Regions from separate parts of the Mus musculus genome. Here region 1 is linked to region 2. A link is a contact called in public HiChIP or PLAC-seq data. All regions are on one chromosome and are shown on one strand. Each heading gives the region's core, a stretch centred on a gene start, on an enhancer-like site or on the middle of the called end of the contact. The rest is flanking DNA. Distances are from core to core; before and after follow the strand shown.

Evidence for each region. HiChIP or PLAC-seq counts read pairs in DNA pulled down with a chosen protein or histone mark.
Region 1: a contact with region 2 is called in an H3K27ac HiChIP or PLAC-seq map of microglia, with 6 times the contacts expected there. The contact joins two enhancer-like sites. A contact is called at or near these places in 1 of 15 datasets of contacts at CTCF or cohesin (large pre-B cells), 2 of 484 Hi-C or Micro-C datasets (both in bone marrow-derived macrophages) and 4 of 115 datasets of contacts at active chromatin or transcription factors (bone marrow-derived macrophages, embryonic stem cells, microglia and 1 more).

Annotation. Positions count from the first base shown.
Region 1 is chr3:87,497,218-87,502,804 of GRCm38.p6, reverse strand. All of the region lies in intron 1 of Gm40085 (predicted gene, 40085), which reads left to right. It also overlaps a transcript of Fcrl5 not described here. Among named protein-coding and RNA genes, the nearest start is that of Gm40085, 13 kb to the left of the region's middle. Within about 2 kb of position 2,349, at least 61 of the 459 cell types and tissues checked have an H3K27ac peak or open chromatin away from gene starts, as enhancers often do. A contact at or near this core is called in bone marrow-derived macrophages and microglia, where this site is marked.
Region 2 is chr3:87,297,470-87,303,557 of GRCm38.p6, reverse strand. Gm31879 (a long non-coding RNA gene) reads right to left here. Exons shown (of 3, transcript XR_375779.2): 3 at 2,651-2,754. Among named protein-coding and RNA genes, the nearest start is that of Gm31879, 10 kb to the right of the region's middle. Within about 2 kb of position 3,462, at least 4 of the 459 cell types and tissues checked have an H3K27ac peak or open chromatin away from gene starts, as enhancers often do. A contact at or near this core is called in bone marrow-derived macrophages and microglia, where this site is marked.

The DNA.
Region 1 (5,587 bases), core at 1,100-3,599, 200 kb before region 2:
GGCCAGGGCTGCTGAGTTGTACATGGTTTGTCTCTTCCCAGTTCTTTCCATGCTCTTCTTTCAGAGCATGTCAATACTCTGAAAACAGACTTGGGGTCACCTGACTCCTTTCTCCATTCCTTTCTCCAAGGTGAACACAGATTAAATCTTGCTTTTTTGATCTTTATCACCTCTTAGCTCTTTAATTAGTATATGGGGTTGGGTGGCTGTGAATCCAGGAACTGGGTCTTTTTCCCGGAAACTCTATTTACATATCTAGCATGCAGGGCAGACAGATAGCTAATTTCCATAATACCTCAAGAGCTTTTACAAGAAACAACAGTGAACCGAAGAGTGCAGATGGACAGTGACGTATCAGAAGGAGGAGGAGAAGGAGAAGAAACCATTTAACAAGTAATGGTATTTGAAAATTTGCTAATTGATATACATTGTTTTACCCCCATATTCATACATGATCTCCAGTGTGGAGGGTGTTGGATGTGGGTCCTTTGGGATGTGAGGTCACAGTTGGATGAGGCCCCATGAATGGGATTAGTGGCTAGGGTTCTTTGTATTGCTGTCAACTAGATAGGGTCTAAAATCACATAAAAGACAAACCTCTGGGTGTGTCTGGGAGGGATTTTATAAATTCAGTCCATTGAGGTGGAATGAACGACCCTAAATGTGAACAGCACCATTTCATGGGCTGGGGTCCTGAACTGAATACACCAGAGTTCACTGCTCTCAGCCCCGGACTGTAGACACAGGTGAATCATCAGTTCCTGCCACCATGCCTTTCCCCAGAGGGACTGGGGCTGGAACTGTGAAGGAATGCAGCCTTGCAACATTTAAGTTGTTTTTGTAAAGTACTTATCACCAGCAAAAAGTAGTAAATGCGGGACTTTTCACAGAAAGCCAGGAAAAGCTTCATCTTCAGCTGTGTAAGGTCACAGTGAGGGAGGGGGCTTTCTGGGAAACGGAATCTGTACACAGATCAGCCTTCTGATGCTTTGATGGCCTCCTCCTGGAGGTGTGAGAAAGAGGTCTTCCGTTCCCAGGGTTACCCCTCATCTTTTATGAATCAGGGATGACTGGGGGAGGTAGGTTGATCTAGGAAAGGAGCTGATACAAAATTACCCTTCAAAATGAGCTCAGTTAGGAGAGGAAGCCTGAGTTGGCGGGGGTCTGTGATCAGGTCTGGAAGTGGGAGAGCAATTAGGAGAGTTACCAGAGGCTGTCTGTGTAAAGGGAGTGGCTGTCTAGAGATGAGCTTCGGAGGGAGGGGGAGCGTGAAGTGAGAGAATGAGAAGCGGCCAACTACAGCACCGTGGTCTTGATAGGACGGCCTCCACCCCTAATCCTGTGCTTTTCTGCAGCTCCATGTCCCGTGTCTCCCCTGCCTTTATTGCCAGTATCAGATAGATGCTAAGTTTGGCTGCCAGCTTGGGAGGGAGCCTCCCACCTTTAAACCACATGCTAAGCAGTCATCCTATGTTGAAGCAATGTTGCTTTCCAGGACAAAGCAGCCCTTAGGCTTTGTCCTTGACAAATCTGAAGTTTAGCTGGGTGGGGCCTCTCTGTGTGGGCACACTTCCTTCTGCTTCAGTACAGGGCAGGATGCCTCTCCTGCACGGCACAGCGCGGAGCCCTTTAACAGTACAGCTTCATTTCTAGATCATACCTTGGGAGCCACATTAAGCTTGCTAGAGTTTTTCTCCTCATAACTACACATTTTGTACATGATGATCCTGCTTGCTCTTTTTCACTGTAGACCTGCCTAAGAGTTATTAATAATGCCCATTTCACGGATTCGACCTTATGTTGCTTGAGACTTTCTCTGCCAAAACTTGGTTCATGACTTGAAATTCAGCCTTCTGTGCATTCTCAGGGGTGCGGGCAGAAAACAGTCAGACTTTTTGCCAGCATATAGAAACTGTCTCTGGCACGATTGCTAATGTTGCTCGCCTCTTGTGAGCATGCCTCTACCATCTGCACGATCAGCACTGTTGTCTTCCAAGCTCCAGCTAGAGCGGCCGTTACGTTCTTTTTAGAGCATCTTACCACTTTTCTAGTCCAGTCCTCCCAAGCCTTCCACACTGCTCTAAAGGACATGGTCAAGTTCTTCACTTGTTTTTTTTTTATTTTGTCCGTACCCACTCTTTTGTACCAACGTCTGGATCAGACATTTTTCTGTTGCTGTGAGGAAAATGGCATGGCCAGTCAGCAGCCACTTAGGAACAACATGCCGATTCTGGCTTCTGGTTCCAAAGGCAGAGTCCACGGCAGGCTGAGGGGCCAGAACAGGAAGCGGGGATGATTGAATCCTCAACCTCAAACAGAAAGCTGAGGGTAAACTAGAAGCAGGCTACACTCTTAACGAAGCCTATCTCTAGGGGCGCGCTTTCTCCAGCAAGGTTCCATACCTTAGCGGTTCTATAACCTCTCCAAATGTGCTAGCATCTGGGGTCCAAGAGTTCAAATCCACATGCCTGTGGGAGACCTTCTCATTCAAACCGGGTCACTTCCGCTCTGAGGCGCACGCAGCTGCTGGGTGTGCTTCCTCTCTCAGTGCCGGAGGAATGGTTGTCTCACAAAAGCTGCCACTGGTTTTCAGGCTTGTGAGGGCTGAGGACTTGCTCTGAGGGCAGGACGGCCAGTTTTCTCTCACCAGGGCAGCTTCCTTTAGCTTATGAGAAGTCTGTTCACCCTGTCCACACCACAGCCATGCTGCTGGTCTGTGTTTACGTTGGCTGTTTCTCATGCGTTACCTGTCTTTCCTCCCCACTTTCCAGGTATTTTAACACTATTTTGGTGCATTTTAAAACGTTTCTTCTTTCTTTCTCTTCAGAAGTGTCTATTTTTCTTATTGTGGCTCTTCTCATTTAAAGGGTGGCGTAGAAACGTCTTCTAGTCTGCCATTCTCCTCGGGGGTTCTTGACTTGAGTTTGTCAGGAGCGTGCCACCAAATCTGTTACTAAATAATGTGAAATTTTGGAGGTTTGGATCTGAAGCACCGGGGACGAGATTGGAACCTGAGATTGTTCTTCTAAGAGATGGAGGGTATTGGGAGCATATTCCATGGCTCCACTGAAAACTGAGATGATTGGCCAGATCTACAGGGTACTGTGGGAGTCAGGCACATTCTATTCTTGGGAATCTGGAATAGGAAAGAGGGGCAAGAACAATATGAAGGGCAGCCGATAATCACGAGTGTTTGAACAAACTGTAGGAACTGTTATCTTCTCCTTTCAACTGTAAAATGTATATTTAGATAATTTTGTCTTTGGGGGCCAAAGAGCTGATAATTGTCCAAACAAAACAACAACTCCCCAAATCAGTTTTATGGTGGTTGGTAGAGGCCAGTCTCTTCCTGTGATACCGACTGGCTTCTTATAATCATAGCTCTGAATCTCATCACAACTCTAGACTGCACTCCCCACACCCCTAGTAAGGTTCCTTTTGGACCTCCAAGGAATGTTTGCCTTTTGGGCAATTCTGTGAGAAGCCACAAGGTGGCAATATTGCATGCCTGTGGCTCAGCACATCTGTTCCTGGAAGTGGAAGCAGCTTTTACAACCCGTTTACTTCATCTGCCCAGCAGATCTTCAGGGAAGCCTTCATTTGCCAGAATCATTGGTGGTCACAGATCTGTTTAGGATTATACAGTTTAGTAGTAGGAGTGGGAAATGGATTACTTTGTCTGGATCCCGAGTGGCTTTAGATTACACTCAGGGGACATAGATATTTGAGAACATGGGTAACGTGTGGGACAGCGAAGGAGAAAACATTGTGTTAGAAAGGTCTTTCACTATAATATTGTAACCCTAACCTCAGCCCCACCCTGCGGGACTACATGAGTAGTTCCTAATTCTTTCTTAAGGCCATTGAAAGGAAGTTAAAGAGTTTCTGGTAGGAATCATACTGTTAAAATTATTCTTGTGACTTCCACAATGGTGCTGTTGTGCCGGAGAGCAACGAACTCTCTTCGCATGTTTTCCCTTCTGCTTTAGGAGCAGATGGCCACTTCCTCCTATAAGATAGGGACAGGCTCTAAATCCATAGCTCCATATCTATGGATCAGAGCATCTCTTGAACCTCACCAGAGAAGTTTCACGGTGCAGTGACCAGTGCTTAGTGCAGAACCTCACAACTGAAGCGCAGGGATAAGTTGGGTGTTCAGCAACTGAGACGTCGTCCACTCCCACCCCCAAGGCTCCAGAGTCATTGTAGAAGAGAGAGCAGAAAGATCGTAAGAGCCATCAGTCAAGGAGGAGCAGAGGAAAGCAATGTCTTCTGAACACAGCGGGAGGGACTACTGCATACATGAACACATAGCAGCTATTGTGGCTACACGAGACCTGCACGAGACCAAGCCAGTGAACTATCCAGCACAGAGTAGGGAGGGGATCTTGAGCCTGCACTCCTAGCTGAGAGGTGAGAGCTGCTGGGGAGGGAGGGTCCGCTTTCTTTAAGGCATCCTGTGTGGACTCTGGTAGCATGACCAGGCCTCAGTGGACGGTCTCACATCCGTGAGTGTATAGGCAGTACAAACTGGACTCAGTGAGTGTAATAAAAGAGGAAATGGAGTTGGGGTGGTGGGGGAGGGGGTGTGGATCAGGAAAGAGGGGAATATAATGAAGATGCATTAAATCCATGTGCGAAATTCTAAAAAAAAATACATATTTTAAAAAATAGGGGCAGTTAGTTAGGGTCCATGGTATATAAAGAGTGTACCTTATAAGCCAGGTACCTTTAATCCCAGAACTTGGGTTTGAAGCCAGCCTTGTTTACATAGGGAGGTCCAGACCAGCCAGGGCTACACAGTGAGACAGTCTCAAAAATTAAAAGAAAATAACTACTCTCCACATTTAAACATTAGCATTTGCTGGCTGCCACGTGCCGGGGCCAGCTGGAACAGGCTAAGAGCTAGATCTATGTGGTCGCTTCCAAACTCTGTGTTCAGTTATAATGCTGATAGTTTGCAATCAGCTACGGTGGTGATATTTATAGCAGAGAAGCTGGAAAACACAAGAAACTGGGCCTTTTATCTTCTGAAGAGTCAACTGTTAAGCAGTTACTTCTGCCATGGGGCACCAAGAGGCTCGAACCTGAGAGAACTCAGCAAGAGGCTCGAACCTGAGAGAACTCAGCAAGAGGCTTGCACCTGAGAGAACTCAGCAAGAGGCTCGCACCTGAGAGAACTCAGCAAGAGGCTGGAACCTGAGAGAACTCAGCAAGAGGCTCGCACCTGAGAGAACTCAGCAAGAGGCTCGCACCTGAGAGAACTCAGCAAGAGGCTCGCACCTGAGAGAACTCAGCAAGAGGCTCGAACCTGAGAGAACTCAGCAAGAGGCTCGAACCTGAGAGAACTCAGCAAGAGGCTCGAACCTGAGAGAACTCAGCAAGAGGCTGGAACCTGAGAGAACTCAGCAAGAGGCTCGCACCTGAGAGAACTCAGCAAGAGGCTCGAACCTGAGAGAACTCAGCAAGAGGCTCACACCTGAGAGAACTCAGCAAGAGGCTCGAACCTGAGAGAACTCAGCAAGAGGCTCGAACCTGAGAGAACTCAGCAAGAGGCTGGAACCTGAGAGAACTCAGCAAGAGGCTG
Region 2 (6,088 bases), core at 2,213-4,712:
TCCTACTACTTACACATAGTCCTATACTTATACATAGTCCTACTACTTACACATAGTCCTGCTATTTACACATAGTTCTACTATTTACACATAGTCCTATGCTTACACATAGTCCTGCTATTTACACATAGTCCTACTACTACTTACACATAGTCCTACTACTTACACATAGTCCTGCTATTTACACATAGTCCTACTATTTACACATAGTCCTATGCTTACACATAGTCCTGCTATTTACACATAGTTCTAATACTTACATATAGTCTTACTACTTACACATAGCCCTACTACTTATATATAGTCCTACTACTTACACATAGTCCTACTTACACATAGTCCTACTATTTACCCATAGTCCCACTATTTACACATAGTTCAGATTATACCTAAGTCAGAAGCTGTGACTATCATTATAAAAATGACCCTTTCTTAACTGTACCTATAAACAGAGAAATTTGCATAATGTGAAGCCAAGTGTCCCTGTACCTTCTCTCTCTGCCAGACAGTGGTACTCAGCACCAGAGCTGTTACTTCCAACATTTTCTAGAACTCTCTGCTTTCCTGGAGCTTCCATTGCATAATCTCTTCTATTTCTAACTTCTGCACGCTGGAAAGAAGGTCACTGTGGGCCTGTGGAACAGGAGAGGGGTCTTAGCCTGGAGTCTGGTAGCAGCCTCTCACCAGCCGGAGACTCAAGAATCCCAGCACAATAAACATTTTCTCTAAGGGTTGCTGATGCAGAGAATACATTCCTTTCATTTTTGTCTAATATTTTTAAGTTTATCCTATATAATTTTATTGTAGCCATTTTTATTCTAAAATAGCAATAAACTCAATCTAATGACTAAATGTATGTGACTTTGGGTGGGACCTCATTTCTTTCCCCAGTTTTTGTGTACAGCCTGGCTGTGATATACACTTCACCTTGATTGCAATCCTGTCAGGTGCCCCTCAGGTATCATTCAACAATCTCATTTAGGTATCTTAGCAACCATTTTAAAATAGTAACCTCAAAACGATGCACATCTTATATGTAACTACTGTAATATGAAGCAAAGTACCTGAAAGGAATTGGACCTTCCATTGAACCTTCTGCAAGGTTTAATGGTATCTAGAGGTTGGAACAGTGCAAGTACAGAGCCAAATTATCTTGGGGCATCTTTACCCAGCTCGAAAGCCATTTATTGCCTTCCTATACACAAATGAACATCTTTGTGACCGCTAAATTAATCCTTTGGAAGGTAGGAACAGACCTCTGGTTTCCAATGTCCACTACTGTTAGATAGCAACCAAGGCTTAGCTTTGCTGGACCCACCGACCTGACGTTTCTACGCATGTATTTGAAAGTGTCTTGATTTGTAACTTCTTTGTTCTGTTACTATGACATCTCCATGAAACTATTACAAGGTTGGGACATAGAATCAGAGGTAATCTAAATCTGTGTTCCTGAGCCCTGATCACTCACATATGGTTCCAGGATTAAGATTATCTCTTACCCCTAGTGAAGTGAGGGGTGTCTTTTTTTTTTTTTAAGATTTATTTATTTATTACATGTAAGTACACTGTAGCTATCCTCAGATACTCCAGAAGAGGGAGTCAGATCTCATTACAGATGGTTGTGAGCCACCATGTGGTTGCTGGGATTTGAACTTCGGACCTTCGGAAGAGCAGTCGGGTGCTCTTACCCACTGAGCCATCTCACCAGCCCCGAGGGGTGTCTTTTTACATTATAGGAACTTAAAGTTGATGCTTCATTTTCAAACGTGCTTCCAGGCAACTTAGGTACAAATGCAGGTAAATGCTGGACCCTTTCTAGTGTCAGCTGGTCTAACTATCCCCCCGACACACACACACACACACACACACACACACACACACACACACACACACACACACACACACAGAGTAGACAATTACAAACAACCACGCTTGCCTGCAAGGTCATGCACTTAATAAGGCTTAAACCAAACAGGATGCCAAGTGCAGAGATGTGAAGTCTTGGATTTGTTGTTGCTGCTGCTGAAAAGAGACACAGGTAAGAAACAAAGGGAAAGATCACACCTAGATGACAGGGAAGCTCACACCTTGCTGTTTCCTCGGAAAAGTGTTGGGCAAATTTGCTTGCCTTGACTAAAAGCTGTTCCTTGCAGTCACTCAGAGCTGACACCCAAGTTTGTGAAATGAGTTGCCAGGTTTTTACCACTCTGAGGCTTCTTATTATGAAGTGAGGATCTTAGCATTCATGGACAGTAAAATCAACCAGCTGGGACTCTGTGGGGTTTTTTTTGTTTTGTTTTGTTTTTTGGTTTGGTTTGGTTTTGAGGTTTTTGTTTTGTTTTGTTTGTTTGTTTTTTGACAGGGTCTCACTATGTTTCCCTGGCTGGCCTGAAGCTCACCATGTAGAGCAGGCTGACCTTGAACTCACAAGAGATTCATCTGCCTCCTGTTTTGAGTGCTGGGATTGAATGTGTGGGCCACCATGCCCTGTTCTGTCCTTTTTTTTTCCTTTTCTTTTTTAAATGTGTATTAATGTTTTCACTTTACTTAATTCTGTGTAGTATGTGCATGCTTGGTGACTATGAAGTCCAGAAAAGGTGTCAGATCCCTTGGAACTGGAGTAAGAGGTAGTTATGAGTCCCCTGACTCATGTGGGTGCTGGCAACCAAACTCAGGTCCTCTGCAAGAGCAGTACTCACTTTTAACCTCGAAGCCATCACTTTAGCTCCAATGATTAGATTTCAGAAAGATCCCCTGGAGAAGAAAATAAATATTGTAGTATACAGAGATGTTTCCAGCAGTGCATGGTGAGCTGAGCTGTATGAAGCATAAATATTGATCTCAATGCACAGCAAAAGTCAGAAAGCAGCATAGAGGAAGACACAAAACAAACATCTGGGTGGGGATCCACACACAAGAATCATTTACAGATTTGTTCCAATAAATCTTTAAAACTCCTCTCTCATCAGGGAGTGGAGAATTTAGCAATACATCAGCGGCAATACTGCAGGTTTAAGTTAACAAACTTATACTGTTGATGATGCTCAGGTTTCTCCCTTTGACCATTGATGGGAAGCCCTTGCCCCAGTCATCTACAGAAGCTCACTGAATGCAGAGACGTTTGTGTCAATTAGTTGAATGGGCCATGAGTAAATAGGATATCTAAAAACAAAACAAACAAAAGCCAGGAGAGAAAAGCAAATTAATTTCCCTATGTCTCCAAGAACTGCATTCTGCAAACTTCCCTGTCTTCATACATTGTGATGAGCAGTTATGGCCTCACACCTTTAGATGACTTCTCTGCCAGCCTTCTTCAGCCTCAGGGAATTGATTCCCTGTTTCAGAATAAAAAGCAAGCCAGGCATACAGGTATCTCAGTAGCCACTGCAATCAGAAGCCAGTCCTAGTCCCCATGCAAAGGCACCATGGAGTGCCTGTCTTCTCCCGCAGGCCTCGAACTTCCTCATATCAAGCAATATTTTTAGAGCAAACAAGTGCCAAGTGCAGACATCTGAGGACACGGGGGAGGCCACAATAGCGGGAAATAAGTGACATGGATTTCAGCAGCCTCTGCCATCATCATTGTCATCCCGGTCAGTGTGTCACAGTGCAGCAGGAATTGAAATGCTCTAGCATCCATTCATCTGTCTGTCTGTCTGTCTGCCTGTGCCTGCCTGCCTGTCTGTCTGTCTGTCATCTATCTATAATCTATCTACCATCCATCTATCATGTATCATCTATCTATTATCTATGATCTATCATCTATCTATCTATTTATCTATCTATCTATCTATCTATCTATCTATCTATCTATCTACCTATCTATCATCTATTTCTATCTCTGTTTTTTGCTTTTCAAGGTAGGGTTTTTCTCTTTGGCCCTTGCTGTTCTGGAACTCACTCTATAAACCAGGCTGGTCTTGAACTCAGAGATCTGTCTGCAAGCCTCTGCCTCTCGAGTGCTGGGATTAGAGGTGTGTGCCATCCATGCATGGTTGAGAAGCTCTCTTTAAGGGAAGTCTAGCTCTACCACAGTTTGCATATCAAGTTCTTTACTCCACTTATGGGCACTTTAAACTTTCTAGGGCAGTAGATCTCAACCTCCCTGATGCTGTGACCCTTTAATACAGATCTTCATGTTGTGGTGACCCCAACCACAAAATTATTTTCATTGTTACTTCTTAACTAGCAACTGTAACTTTGCTACTGTTATGAATCATGGTATCTGTGTTTTCTGATGGTCTTAAGTGACCCACGAATGGGTCGTTCAAGGTCACAGCCTACAAGTTGAGAACCTCTGGGTAGCGTCACTCACTACTCAGGACACAGAGAATCACAGACTCTCCATTCCTCCTGAGGAACAGCACCACACAACCTCCCAAGAGAAGTCTTCTTAAGTCATCTATTTTATGACCTTGTTTTCCCTCAGGCTTGATGTGCTCAAGAACAGCATGACAGTGCCCCATGTCACAGTCCCTCCTACCTGTGCGCTTTCCTAACTTCCTTCTCCCTTACCTTTGTTGGGCTTATGCTTTCCCCCCAAATTGTCAACAATTTACCTCCTATTCCAGGCTGAGTTTTAGAAAACACAGACTATTGTACTATTATATTCCCTCTGGCATTTTCTTTTTTAAACCTAAATTTGAATTTCTGCCACTCACAAGAATCATAACTTATCAAAACCAAATATAGATGTCTTGACCTCTGTCCATCACATTTTATAATTTTTCTTTGTGGCATATATCAATTATAATTCTTAATAGCTGTGGTGGTTTGAATAGCTATAAACCCCTAGAGTCTTGCAAAATATTTGATCACACTGTGACCCCCAAGATTGTGTTGTTTCCTGGGAAAACCTGTTTCTAGTCCTGGTGTGGCTCCACCTTAGCATATACTTCTAATCCCTCTGGCTGGAATACAGACACGCCCTTGGTATACACCTTTAACCTCAAACAACAAAGGTAAAATTAGTTTGTAGAAGGAAGCAGCCATGTTTGAAAATGATTTCTAATTGAGCGGCAGACAAAGTGATGAATCAGAGAAAGATTTGTTTTATGGATATGCCCTACTCTCATGAGAGCAGAGAGGAAAGAGGGTGACTTGAGAGAGCAGTGCAGAGAGAGGGACAGTTTTAATGGGACAGTTATACAGAGACAGTTGCAGAGCGAGAACCAGATAGAAATGGGCAAACACAGAACAAGCCAGAGCCTGAGAAGGAGCCAGAAGATTAGAACAGATTGCCAAAGTTAGTATGAGGCCAGGCAGAGCAATTCAGGAGAAGCCAGGGGAAGCCAGACTGAATTAGTTAGCCCAGAGAAGAGTTTGAGCAAGAACAGCTGAGTTGAATCAGCCAGCCAGAGTTCCGAAAGAACTAGAAAGAGGTGAGATTATTCAACAGTAAGTCTTAGAGGCTGAGAATATTCTAGGCCTAGCTTAGCAGTCATACAGTCTCCTCCTTCCTGCCTACAGGTCAAGATGGTAGAACTCTCAGCTCCGTCTCTAGCACCATGTCTGCCTTGCATGCTGCCATGCTTCCCACCATGATGATAATGGACTGAACCTTTGAAACTATAAACCAGGTCCAATTAAATGTTTCCTTTGTAAGAGTTGCCTTTTGCTTTGGTCGTGATGGACCTTCACAGCAATAAAAACCCTAAGACAATATCTGTCTTCTTTTTGTTTATTTGTTTCTGTTCTTTGAGACAGGGTTCCCCTGTCTTGGCTGCTCTGGAACACACTCTGTAGATCAGACTGGCCTTAAACTTGGAGATCCACCTCCCTCTGTCTCCCAATTTAACCCACCCAGTAGCTATTTTCTTACCTTACACTATATTACATGTAACTCTAGGAATAAGGATTACTTGTGTTTTGTATGTCATTCAAGAATCAACCTCTATCATTGGATTCAGCAAAACATAGGTAAGCAATAAATAAATGTTTGAGTGACTAAATGAATGAATGAATGACTTTTATTTTTCAATTGTCATAGTAATAATAAAAGAGTATTGTCTATAGTTACCAAGTGTTTTGAACCTTAAGAAACATATATAGTGAATAAAATTGTAATATTTTTAAAAATCTTGACTCT